3 separate regions of the Zea mays genome follow, and regions 1 and 2 are each linked to region 3. A link is a contact called in public Hi-C data. All regions are on one chromosome and are shown on one strand. The core of a region is the stretch at or near the end of the contact, and the rest is flanking DNA. Distances in the headings are between cores, read along the strand shown.

Region 1 (4,117 bases), core at 1,253-3,752, 150 kb after region 3:
TATTTACAGAAATGCAGGATCGCCAGCCTGCTCGCTCTGTTGGCGGCTGCTGAGTCCCGGTTGGCGGTTGCGTTGCTGAACTTTAATTGAGCCTCGACCTTTTATCTACCTGGACTATGATCAGCTCTGAGCTCTCATCATTTGGATCCACGCACGCACGCGCGCGCCGTCATGATTCGCCTTTGGTGTCCCGCCAGCGTACGTTAAATCGAGCGGGTGATCATGCTTCATCGCCCTTGCATTGCCCTTCTATGGTCGGTTTTTTTTTTCTGGCCAGCTTTTCTTACAATGTGAGAAGAATCTAAATATTTTTAGGATTATGTGTTGATAAAGATGGAGTGGACCAAAGCGTTCAAGATCATGTATTTTTACTATCACGACGACTCGATCGATTTTGTGTTTATATTGAGTTTAGATAGTTTTTTTTATGAAGATGTTTTTTTTTATAAAAACGGACTGAAAAACTAGTACGTTTAACAGTACGTACAGCTTTTGGTGCCCAGTAAATCTCGCGGCATGCACCATCGCTAGTGCAGTTTTGTTGCCCGGCCCTCCACACTTCGTTTATCCAACGTGCCTCGACCTGAACTCCTGCAGGTTTTCTGAACTGCGATTCCTTGGTATGGGCCGACCAGCGACTGAAACTGTATTACAAACTGGCTTGTTAGGTTAGCTTGCTCCACCAAAACTTACCCTGTATCGATCGTCACAAACTGGCATGCAGCGGCTTATTAGGTTATTAGCTTGCTCTACTGAACTTACCCGGCCGGTCAGGGTTCTGTTAATTATTGCCAGCTACTTGCATGTTTCTCCAGGTATCGCTCGCTAGCTGCGTCAGCGATTGCGTGCATGCATGCATCCGAGTTCCCGAGTAGAATGTCAGGACGACGACTGGTGGCAACTTGGGCAGTTGCCGGAACGACGAACTCGGAACTAACCTGTCTGCCCACATGGCCATGCATTCCGGCGCCAACCACATGGCCGCCGAATCGCAAATAGAAAACGAGGCGCGGCAGGGATATGATTCCTTCTTGCGTTCCCGAGCGCGGATGGATGAATCCATTTGACCACCGCATGGTTTGGTGCCGTGCTGGCTGCATTTTCCTTTGGAAGACGGGAGCGAGCACGCGTTTAGGCTAGTCTGTCGTGCAAGCAAGGATTGGCTGGTGCCTACAGGTCCTTCTTCAGAAGTGGAAGAAGCTTTGTACAGCAGATTACAGCTTGGATCGGAGACGGTCTATGTGGCGTGAAGCTTCCAAGCCAACTATACGCCTATACACAAGTACAGGAAGTGTGATTTTTTTCCTTGGCAGATTGCAGATGCATAGCCCCTGCAGGATCTTGGCTTTGGTTGGATAGACTTCTTGTAGGTGTCTATAGCACAGTGGAGACAAGCTTAACTTGTTGCACACCGTCACCTAAGATGCGAGAGAGGGAGAGGAGGTAGAACGATAGGTCATGATGATTATATGTGCATACAGAGGTGCTAGAGAACTAAAATTCTGAACAACGGGAACCAAGAGTAACAGCTCAAATTAGTATACATTATCACTCGGTGCTAGGTAGTAGGTAGGGGTAGTTGTTTATTCACAATAATTTAGAAATCTTAAAACCTTGTTCGGTTGCGTCTGGATCAAAGATGATCGAGGGAGGTTAAATCTATTTCTATTCAATTTTGACTAGGAAGAGATTTAATCCCTTTCAATCCATTTCGATCCAGACACAACCGATCAAGTCTAAATAATTTTAGTTTAAAATAAATAAAAATAGAGCTCGACCCTAATCCGAGTTAATTTTTAAATTTTATAGTGTAAAATCTAGAGTCCCTTACCACCCCATAGATAGGTAGAGCATGGGTACACCAAGTAATGTTCACACCGATATAGAGAGTTTAATTAGATTTAATAAATTCCTCTCGATTTTTAGTCTTCGTCTGTGCAATTAGTTTTATAATTAAATTATATTTGATATCCATAATTATCATTTAAACATCCAATGTGATAAAGACTAACCTTTAGGCGGTGAAACCAAACACCCCTAAATTGACCTCTCAACAATGCAACAATTATTTCAGCCTCCAAAATAACCTCAAAATATCTAATCAAGATATAAATTTGATACTTACGTTTTTTTATACGAAACCATTATATTTAGAACTATGCTGCCTAACGTGAATCCCCCACACCCCGCACACACATCAAAGAACACACACGAAGGAGTGAGAAGTCACTGGGACCCAACATAATTGGTTAATAAAGTTGTCTTTCAAAGCAGGAACTAAACTATACTTGCTCATGCTAATTGTCGAAGGCAGAAGCCTTCACTGTGTCAGCAACTTCAAGTATTTGGATCACGTTTGAATCACAGGGCCTAAAAGTCCAGGTACCAACTGGATGTTCGTCTATCTGGCCCAAACTGAAAACAGCCCAATCAGGTACCTCCTGCCCAGTGACTCGACAGTCTCGACTCCACTAGAGCGGCGTTGTCTGTTGGTCTCATTCCATTCGGAGGCACGCACTCGGCTAGGCGCAGAGGCTTTCTCCTCCCCCAAGCCGAAACACCAGAGGGCGAGACTCGAGAGAGAAGAGCGGCGCGGCGGAGGACAGCACTGGATGGAGCCCTCGCCGGCGGCGGGAGAGCTTGGCGCGATGCTTCGTGCGGCCGCTGACTTCGCGTCCTACCCAGGCAATGCCCCTTTCCCTACCTCGCGTCGAATCTGGGCGGATGAAGTTAATTGCTCACCGCAGGTTGTCTTCGCCGGCGCCGGGTTATGCCTGAGTCCGATCGTGAGAACCGGTTGGATCACTTTGGTGTTGAGCTCGCCGCGCTGGAAACCTAGTAGTGGATCCTGGCCGTGTCTGGGGGCTGGGGCTGTCTTACTTCGGCATTCAGTTGATTCGCGCGTGGGTTCTGCTGTTGGTTGGAAGATTTTTTTTTTCGCATGCTCTGCTCTAGCGGGGAAATTTCCTGTAGTGTTACCTCCAGTCTCATCAATGAATATGTCACGACAAGCTCAAATCTGATTTTTTTTTAAAAAAGCTAGAGACAGTGGCGGAGCCTGATATAAAATCAAGGAGGGACCAAACACAGAAAAACCATGGTTGAACTATGGATGAGTTGATGCCTAGTACTTGGTGCTAAATAAGCTGACTATAGATTAGCTTCAGAAATCTATTTTCAGAATCGGGTGGGAGCTCCCCAGTTTGGCCTCCAAGAGGCTCCACCAATGCTGGGGATACTATTGGCTTGTATTGCACCATCCATCGATGTGTCTTTGTGCGTGAGTGTGTTTTGATGGAAGGCTATTTTTCTTACAAGAAGGGAAAATTACAAGTAGTCCAGGCAGATTCATGACATAATAATGGTTACATATTCTGAAGTGGTGCACATCAAAGTTTTCCTTAAATTTAAGCGCACTAATTATTTTTTTTGAAATGCATAGGTAGACTAGTCATGTGACGACTAGAGGACTGAATCTGCATGTCATTGGTTGCAGGGTTGCATAGTGATGATACTGTGAGGCAGTTCCTGGAACGATGTCCGCTGCCTAAGCTCTTAGGGTATGCCTCTTCTATTTCCTCCATTTTTTTTGAGTTCTCGACTTTTTGTATGTTCCTGTGCCATTGAATTCATAACAATACAGGCTCGGGAAAAAATACCTCTTTTCGAGACCCTTTAGAAGTTTTATCCATATATGTTCTGATTCCAATTCATATTAGGTATAGTTAATTCAGTAGTGGTCAATTGAAATTGAGAGAACAAGCTAAATGATTTTGACTTTATTATTTTTTATTCTGAAGTAGCTTTCAGTAGCTAGTACTACTATGAGATAATTGGTTAGATACATTTACTTTTTATTGAAAAAAAATCATGGGTCGACTTAAAAAACTGGCTATACTCGGCTACGCATATGCATGCATTTATGCTTGTAGCTTATATCTGCATTCATAGATGTTTTCATTAGTGTGTACTGTGTAGAAAGAGCAACATATCATATTATATTTTTTTGCAAAAAAATATGTATTATGATCCTGGAAATACAATAAGGCCCCGTTTGTTTCCCTTCATTTTGAGGAATTAGAATCTGGAGTAGGCTATTTTTTTTAGAATGTGACAT
Region 2 (4,577 bases), core at 1,670-4,169, 130 kb before region 3:
TGATCCTCTTGAATACATCCGCCAAGGGAAAAGGACAGCTCAAAGGAAGAAGGCTTCATTAGAAGCGGTTTTCACGTACTGGAGTGGGAACCTAATAGTCAAACTATTTGGCATGAAGGTATGATCTACTCAGATATCAACATGTTTTCTTTGGTTATTGGTTTTGATTTGCTTGTAGAATTGTTAGGTTTTGGCAGTTCGACGCAATCCATTTTAAGTTCAAACTGATCATTTGGATTGTTTAAACTTTAAATCCGAAGAAACAAACTAAAATTCACTTTTTTGACAGAGGTAAACCCAGATTTTGTAGAAACCATATAAGAGTAAGTAAAAGTCACAACTGCATGTATTCTCTCTAAAAGGACAAATCAAAATGCATAGCCTTGTCATGGACTGCTGTAAATTGGCAGGATCACATGAGTCTGAACGCTGTGATTTTTTCACCCTTACAAGTGACAGCAAGTTTTTTTTTGGGCATTTTGTTGTAACCAGAGGTCACATGACAAGAATCTGATCTTTTGCAAATTAACACCTTGGACCAGTTTGAACTCTCTCTTGACTACTCTGGAATGCTTGGCTCTAACTGTGAAACTTGTACAGGCTGCAGCAGCTCTCTGCTATGGTATGTTCACAAATACGACCATGTCATTCTCAAGCATGGTCGGACCTGCTGAGAAGGTGGAGTTCTACGGCCATCCAATCGTCTACATCGCTCCCTCTGTCTACGGGCATCCACATGTAACGCTCGCTAGTCATTAATACTACTATCGAACACTCGAACAACTTCCAGATTCTCATTTTTAATTATCTCATCTTAATGTGTGTAGGCTCTGACTATACATTACCAAAGCTATACGAACTCCATCAAGCTTGTCCTCGCAGTGGATGATGCTCAGTTTCCAGACTCTCATCAGCTTTTGGACGACTTCGCCGAGTCCCTCAGGCTCATCCGTCAGGCAGCTTCAACAAGATGACAGACACAAATAAGAGCATTTTTTTCCGGTAGAATGTAGACTGTTGGCGAGAACTCGCATAGAAATGCTGGACAATAACTTATCAGGAAATTGATGGCCAGGTTACCTGACTGGGGACTCCATAAACTTTCAAGAAATCATTAGAGGCAAATTGTAAAGTGTAAAGACTAGTATGTAATATCAAGAATTGCCAGTCTGACGGATACGCAAAATTCACTCAAATGGGTTTCATAAACTACACGCAGCTAATATTATCAGGAATAGAGCTCATAGAGCCACAGTTACTAGTTGTATACTTGCATATTTCACTACTGTTTAAGCATAAACCAAATAAAATGAATACAATTCGTTATTGAGCTTTCTGTACTGTCATAAGTTTCTGGACTTCTCTTTAAATTCATTTCAAAACTATCTTTGTACTACCACTGTGCACATCCTTGTCCAAACTCACATATCAGCTTTTAGGTGTTGCCACCACTGAGATCATTTGCAGTTTCAGACATCGGTTATCTAAAATCCTTTCTTTCACTCTTGTACAAACTTTCAGAATAGGTTGCAAGCAAACCATACAATGAGCTATCAAACTTCCATGGCTTAAGCCGGCGCTAAAACCTTGGCTATCGCAACAACATAATTGGAATTGGAAAAAGGGAAAACCCAGATGCCTCCTATCCTTGTTCTACACCAAGGCGAGGAACAGACGACTACTCTGCGCTAGGTTTCTCTGGTTTCTTGACCAAGATAAACAAGGCTACACGGTTGCTGCGGAATTCAGGGTGCCATTGGTCCTGCTCGATGCACGCAATTAGGAAGTCCTCCATGGCTGCCTCCAAGAAGCACTCCAGCACAGCATCTATACAATCATATGCAAAACATTTATATGGCGTCTGGTCAGTCCAAAAGGAAACAGAGGACGCAAAAAGAGAAGCCTTACCGTTGCGAAGCTCCCCAGCTAGAAGTATAGTAGTGTGCTTCCCTGAGAGTTGGTTGAGAGTGATCAGAAGATCGTCCACAGCTTCCTCGTTGTATATGACGTCGGAGCCAAGCACTGAAAGAATTGAAGGATCATGACATCAATCGTATTCTATGAAGATGAATCAGAAGCAGACAGGAGTTGAATGTCCATGCAAGAAACACAGAAGGAGAAGAAGAAAAAAAAGACAAACGCGAGCAGACCGAAATCGGGCAGTGGCTCCTCGAGCAATTCATGGTGAGGATTGTCGCCCCACACAAGCTCCGTGACCCGAGCGGAGCCCGGGACGTGGGGGTCGTCGACATTGAGGGCGACGTTCTTCCTAAGCAGCTTGAGCCGGTCGGCGAGGTCGGTGAGGACCACATGGGCGCCCAGCAGGGCGGCGACGCACCCCACCAAGCCGCACCCGGACCCGAGGTCCACCGCGCGCGCGCCGCGGAGGAGCAGCCGCTGGGAGTCGACGGAGTGCTCGAGGAACTTGGCGAGCACGACGCCGCTGTCCCAGACGACCGCCCCCGTGACCCCCGGGGTGGCCATGGAGGAGGGGGACTGCAGCAGGGACAGGCGCCGCCCGCAGGCGTCGAGCTCGAAGGCGTGCGCCGCCTGGCGGACCAGCGCGTTGTTGCGGTGCGACTCGGGCTGCCCCAGGCCCCACAGCAGCATCGTCTCCCCGGCCGCGCTCTCCACCGGTCGCAGCGCGCCGCCGTACGCGCCCATCCCACTGCCCATCATCCTTGTTCCTTGACTCGGCGGCGGCGGCGGCGCTCTGCCCTCTGTGTCTGGAGAAACGTGAGTGTTGGGCCGATATGGGCCGGCCGTTAGTTTGTCCAAGGCCCAGCGGTAATGGCTCCTCCTCCGTCCTTGTCCTTGTGCGAACGCAATGCCATCCTGCTCCTCCGCGCCCCACTCGATTGGGAGTTTGGGACGCAATTCAAAAGGGGACGAGGGCAGGTCAGGCGCTCGGCGCTCCTCACGAGCAACGGCTACCACACGAAACAATTTCCTCTTCCTCCTCAGCGGCACCGTCTCGTCGTCACCTCCCTCCTCTTCCCTTCCCGCGGCCCCCGACGCCCTCCGTCCCTCGTCGTCATCCAGTCATCCCCTACACCCGATAAAAGGTACGATGGAAGAAGCAGCCTGCACCGCTGCTCCGAGCCTCCCTTATCACTCTCCGTGGATCAGGACCGCTCCCGTCAGAGTAGTGGCGAAGATTTGCCCGGGCGGAGACCCCACTGGATCCATGCAGGTCTCCGCCCGTGTTCCCGATCCGGCTAACTCCTCCTCCGCTTCCGTCTCATTCGTCCCCATAATCAAGGAGTCTGCTCTTTCTAAGTGAGTCTGGTTGCTTTTCCTCTAGCTTATTTAAGATCCGGCCGATCTCATCAACTAATCTGACTTATTTTGGCTTTGGGTTGCTGAAGTATGACCCACCGCAAACATCGCGAGCACAAACTCGATTGGTGCTATCTCAACGACGATTCGTACACAGACATTTTTCACAACGAGGTTAAACAGCTTGTGGATAAAATCTTCTCCTCTGATGGCCACAACCACGCATGTGTAGTCACTTGCGGTTCCACTAGCAAAACCCACCTTGTTATAGTATGTTTCTTTCATTTATTTATATTCATGCTAATTGTAAGAATTGCATATCTTAACTGCATGTCTTCAATCAAGCTCACTCAATTAAATTTCCAATTCAGGGGTCCGATCATCAACCGGGCTTGCTCACTATGGCCATGGAGCGAATATTTGACTATGCCAAACCTATTAGGGCAACTGTCAGTGTTTCCTCTTATCATGTGCTTCAAGACAGCCATGTCTTTGATCTTTTGGATCCTAAGAACAACGAGGTCCTTGTGCGAGAGGATGCTGATGGAAGGACTCATCTGAAGGGCCTCTCTATGGTATCCTATTTTCTTACACTTTTTTTTTTCTGAATTCATGTTCTTGTCTTTTCATTTTCTCAATCACACAAACTGAAATTAATCAATTAACGCAGGTTGAAATCAATTCAATTCAGGAGTTTCAGAATTTGTGTTATGATAGTGACAAACACCAAAATCGCACCAAAGTTTCCAAAGCTAAAGGACACAATGGTTTTATTATTTTTATTTCTAAATCTGATCAGAATGGCAAAGAATCCTCTGTATCAAAAATGCATTTTCTTGAGTTGGCAGGTATGTACTTTGCATACGTGAACTGCAATTTTATATTCTACATTATATGACTAAATAAAATTTTATTCTTTAATTTTTATTAGACCATATCAATGATAAGCAAAAGAGCCATGGTGAAAGATTTGTTCAACAAAATTCCAAGAAGTCCTTATATGCCGTGATGGATGTTGTGCAAGCTCTAAACAGCCACCAGAGCTTCATACCCTATAGAAAAAGCAAAATAACCCATATTTTGCAAGACTCTTTATCCAAGACAGGTGGTGCTTTATTAATAGCATGTTTGGTAAGGATAGTTGGTCTTAATATTTTGTATTATGTATTTCTTTTTGGTGATTTTTAAGATAAATATTAAGAAAAATAAATGACTTCACATATCATAGATTAAATGTTTACATTATTTTATGTTTATTGTTATTTTTTGTCGGTTTTGATAAAAGAATCTCTATAAAG
Region 3 (4,508 bases), core at 763-3,262:
ATTTGGAATGGGGGAGTACAGCACAATTCATAACAATAGCTACTGTCAATAATCAGGCCCTAATAGGAGCAAGAAAACATAGATGGGAGCGACAACACATACTGAGCAAAAAGCTTGAAACTAACTCATACAATGGGAAAATCACATGCAGGATAACTTTTGCATATCTCTAACAACATTTAGCTGTGATCACTATTGTTCCAAGCTTAACTGCTTAAGAATATCAGAAATGGCTAACTCGTATAACCAATCACTTCAAAATACACTAACAAAATATACAACCAAAGCAAAACATGATAAATCCTATATCTTATAAATGGACCAAAGACAAGGATATTTTTTCCAACACAGTTGCTACATAATTTTCTTTGTACCCTTTCAGCTGCTTTTTAATAGATAAGCTATGGTGTAGTGAGCTAGGAACAGTTTGCAGGCTGGAAGTGTCTTTATAAAAAAAAATAGACTTGCTAGTAGGGTTATTTTCATTATTACTTCAATAGTCTAATATCATCAAAACCTGAAAGGAAAAATAACTTAACAAATAAAGTTTAACAAACTGATTCTTACCTTCAAATGCATCGTAGAATTCTGCACCTGGTGTACCAACAGAGGTTCCAAGAGGTGAACTAGGCTTCCGCCATTCAAAGGTGTCACTCTCACAAATTTTGGGTGCCTCACCATTCAAAGGCCTTCTAACATTAACAGGCTTCACTAATGCTTCAAGACTTTGACAAAACTCAAACTCAGGCTGCTCCTGCTCTATTTCAGCTATAACAGACCCCTTGCCTTTCTGTAGCATTACACTTTTGCCATTCAAAGCCTCTTCTACAGCACTTTCACCTTCAGCTTGACCATTGCCTGCTTGCTGAAACACAAACTCGGGCTCCTGGACTTGAGTGGGTTCACACCCTCTCGGCAAAGCAGGCAGCATCACAGGGAGGTTTGGCTGGCTGACCTCCCTCCCAGCATCACCCTGAGAGAAGGTCCTGGCAAGGGAGGCTCCCCGCCTCTTATGGTTGATGAGGTATGGCGACCAGGTTCCCGGGAACGAGGAAGGCAAGTCCGGCAGGGTGGTGTTCTCAGGCGTGGCATAGAGTGATGCCAGCGACGACCGTGTCCTGGCAGTAGACACTGGCACCGGTGTGGCCTTGTCAGGAGGCGGGGGCGGAGGCTTGGGAACCACCTTCTGGACATGAACAGGCGACCGTGTCTCTAGGAGGCGATCCAGCACGTAGTGCGTGATGGACGGCATCGGGATAGAACTTCAGGAAGAGAATCACAGACGGCTTGACCTCCCTTGCATCAACGAGCCTGAATCGAAGTTGGCATGATAAATTCAAGGTTAGAATGGAGCAAACCCTGCTCGGAGAGAGGGAAAAATATGCCACGCTAGAGGTATTCCGATCCAAAATATTCGGAAACACTCCCAGCGGAACACATATGACGCTATCCTTTTCCACCTTAGAAAAAGTCATCACCCTGATAGCTGGGCATGCAGGGAAAATCACCAACTTTACGCTACCCAACACAAACGTCGAGCGACGATAAGAATCGCTAGAGATACCTGCAGCAGTCACCTGACGCAGCCCGTGTCCCGGAGGCGCGGCGCCTCCACCGAGAACAGGGGAAACCCTAGCGGAGCCAGCTGCGCTCCACCTCCTTCCCAGGCCCGCCTCCAGGAAGAGAAGACGGCGTTGGCGTTGTTTTGCGTTTCCTTTCCCACGGCTGCAGTAGCGCCTGTCTCATTTGCGGTTCGAATTCTATGGGGCCGGGCAAAATAGAAGTAAGCGGCGCGAGGGCCGGACGAGCCTGGCTGGCGCAGCCGGGCGCGGAAGGCAACAAGCTGGTGCGGCACAAGCAGTGCGACAGGACAAGCTGAGGATGACGGCAGAGGCGATCGAAGTGAGGATGGCGGCGGAGGTGACACAGGTGAGGAAGGCGGTCGCGGTTGGCGGCGCTCGGTTGCGTCACCCTCACCCCTCGCCTCGCTCCGGACGGGGAAACAGGGAAAAGACTGAGGCCAGTTTGGGCTGCCCTCTCGTGTGGGCTACTGGGCTTCAAACGGTGCGCTGATTTGGTCTAAGGCCGTAATCCCGCGATGAGCTTGCCCGGGGAAAAGGGCCTTGACACCCCGTGGATCGAGCCTTCCAACCCAACGGAGCCTTGAATGGTGGCGCTAGGCTTCTGAATCATCCACGGACCACGGTTCGCGGTTTTTTTTTCGTTTCAAATAGTAAGAGCACTCCAATAATTCTCTAAAAAAAGTTGTCCAAACTTATGTTTACCAACTTACTAAATAGCTATTGAGAATAAGAAACAGTTTGATCTCCAATAATTTCTCATATTTAGATAATAGTTTAATTTTGAATCTAGTTTTTGGTAGGCTTGCTCCTGCCGGATCTAATTGACGGTAGGGTCGAAGGTAGTGGACATCGAGGACAGAAGAGAAGTCACACGATGTGACCTGTTGGAAAGCGATAGTCCAGTGACGTGACTTGTGAGAGAGCAATGGTCTGATGAAGAAAAATGTTGTGTCACGCATGTCGGAATTGGTTGCCTCGCTATATGAGAAATAAAAAATAGCATGTCGGACTCGCTGTGCGGGCAAGGGAAAAGTAAACACGTAGGTGTGAAAAATTCAACGACAGCTGCATTTAGAGAGTTACTATCGAGTTGCCAATTTCAAAAAATAAAAGGGTCAGATAGCAAGTAACTAAATTTAGCAAGTTCATTTGAATGACTTGAGATGTGTTTTCTGATCACTTCTTAAATTTAAGATTTAGATAGTTGTTTAGAGAACTATTGGAGTTGCTCCAACAAAGACGGTGTACAATATCATTAAATCTGTGGTTAACACCAACACTACGGCCAGTGCAATTAAGGCTCCCGTTTGACTGTAGCTTTTAGTTTCTAAAGAAGTAAAGAGTGTAAGGGTGTCGATGTTTAGAGTCCGACCGCACACCCAGGGATACCCTTGCAGTGTTTTTTGGTAGGACGGTGTCGTTGACTGTAGCTCGATGGTTCGTGCTAGGGGCACGCGAGAGAGACGATGTTCTGCAGGTTCGGGCCGTTTTAAGAGGCGTAATACCCTACTTCCTGGGATGGGTATGTATGTGGTGTGTTACAAGTGGTGTCTCCTGAATGGAGAAGGGCTAACCAGAGAGATGAAAATGATGGGTTCCCCTGGGCCTTATATACACGACCGTGGGATACTCCCTACGTACATGATGATCACGTTCTTCCAATATATCTCCTAACTAATAGCGAACCGACTTAGCTTATCTTAAGGAAAACTCATCGACCCTATCCCGAACTATCCCGATATTCAAGGACGCCGGACGTGGGAGAGAACGGACGGTTCCTTGAAATTGTGCGCGATCTGACGGATGATCCGGGCATGATCCCATTGCCCTCCTGGGTCAGCCCATCTCATTTGCAGTCTTTTCCCGGCCCACGACGAAGCGACCTTGTGAGGCGACGGGTCTGTGGCCCATGCAAGGGTCTTTTCGCCTTCTAGTGGATTCGGGGATATTTGTCCCCCACAGAGGGTGACTAAACTTTAGTTCTCTAGTTACTAAAAGGTACTAAAAATAGTTTTTATCCATCTTTTGCCCTCCCCTACACGTGTACCTAGGGATGAAAACGAACAGAAAACGGCTAAAAATATCCTCTCCCATTTCCGTTACCATTTTTTTACCGAAAACTGGAGCGGAGCGGTATAGCCGGAAACGGTTGCGGGATATACGTTTACACAAAAACATATTAAAACGAACGGATATGTAACGAAAATGGACGGTAACCGGAAACTTTGTCCAAAATATGCAATATTGCATAATCACTCAACAAACTACTAAGAGTTTAGGACATTATAAATCACAGCTTCACAAGTTTAAAAGTTGGCACAAAATCATATGTTTTTAAAGAACAACAGCTTGCGCAAATGCAACATTTTTTCGTCAACATTCTTCAACGATGAACCCCAAACTTGTGGATACATAAGACAAGAAGGATTACTCTATATGGTTATAAGATGTTAATATGACAGCATCAAAGATTATGCAGGCATGCCATATAGAGTAAGGCTAATATAATACTTTTATGTGTTGTTTTTTGTGCACCTAAAACAGAATTCTGGAAACGGAAAAACATGAATATCTTGTCAGAAACGGAATTTTGTAAATACAGATGGAAAAACACTGAACTTTTTTTGTTCCCGTTCCCACAATATACCATCTCATTCCCGTCTTTCCTGCAAATACAAAAAACGGTACGAGTACAAACTGAGAGCACCTAGAGGGGCGGTGAATAGGTGATCCTATAAGACTTTAAACTTAAGCCACAAAACTTGGTTAGACGTTAGCACAGTAATCGCCAAGTGGCTAGAGAGAAGTCTTAGCAAAACACAATAACCACAAGAGAATAATCACAGAGATGACACAGTGGTTTATCCCGTGGTTCGGCCAAGACCAACGCTTGCCTACTCCACGTTGTGGCGTCCCAACGGACGA

What was found. Hi-C and Micro-C count contacts between places; a contact is called where the count stands out from the background.
Region 1: a Hi-C map of ear shows a contact between it and region 3, with 3 times the contacts expected there. The contact joins the promoter of LOC100278856 here to the promoter of LOC100275574 in region 3. A contact is called at or near these places in 9 of 25 Hi-C or Micro-C datasets (bundle sheath, ear, endosperm and 3 more) and 1 of 3 datasets of contacts at active chromatin or transcription factors (seedling).
Region 2: a contact with region 3 is called in a Hi-C map of leaf, with 4 times the contacts expected there. The contact joins the promoter of LOC100278444 here to the promoter of LOC100275574 in region 3. A contact is called at or near these places in 16 of 25 Hi-C or Micro-C datasets (bundle sheath, ear, endosperm and 5 more) and 2 of 3 datasets of contacts at active chromatin or transcription factors (leaf and seedling).

What each region holds. Positions count from the first base shown.
Region 1 is chr6:175,305,913-175,310,029 of Zm-B73-REFERENCE-NAM-5.0, forward strand. LOC100278856 reads left to right here and starts at 2,503. Exons shown (of 17, transcript NM_001151995.3): 1 at 2,503-2,685; 2 at 3,497-3,560. The coding sequence starts at 2,613.
Region 2 is chr6:175,022,422-175,026,998 of Zm-B73-REFERENCE-NAM-5.0, forward strand. It overlaps LOC100278444, which reads left to right and starts at 2,920. Exons shown (of 18, transcript NM_001352621.1): 1 at 2,920-3,279; 2 at 3,369-3,549; 3 at 3,651-3,854; 4 at 3,950-4,127; 5 at 4,211-4,410. The coding sequence starts at 3,071. LOC100274387 (S-adenosyl-L-methionine-dependent methyltransferase superfamily protein) reads right to left here and starts at 2,746. Exons shown (of 3, transcript NM_001148747.1): 1 at 2,151-2,746; 2 at 1,909-2,022; 3 at 1,414-1,827. The coding sequence starts at 2,679. The coding sequence ends at 1,679. It overlaps LOC100273076, which reads left to right. Exons shown (of 7, transcript NM_001352619.1): 5 at 1-118; 6 at 601-738; 7 at 828-1,193. The coding sequence ends at 974.
Region 3 is chr6:175,153,575-175,158,082 of Zm-B73-REFERENCE-NAM-5.0, forward strand. It overlaps LOC100275574, which reads right to left and starts at 2,013. Exons shown (of 4, transcript NM_001149625.2): 1 at 1,565-2,013; 2 at 568-1,311. The coding sequence starts at 1,252.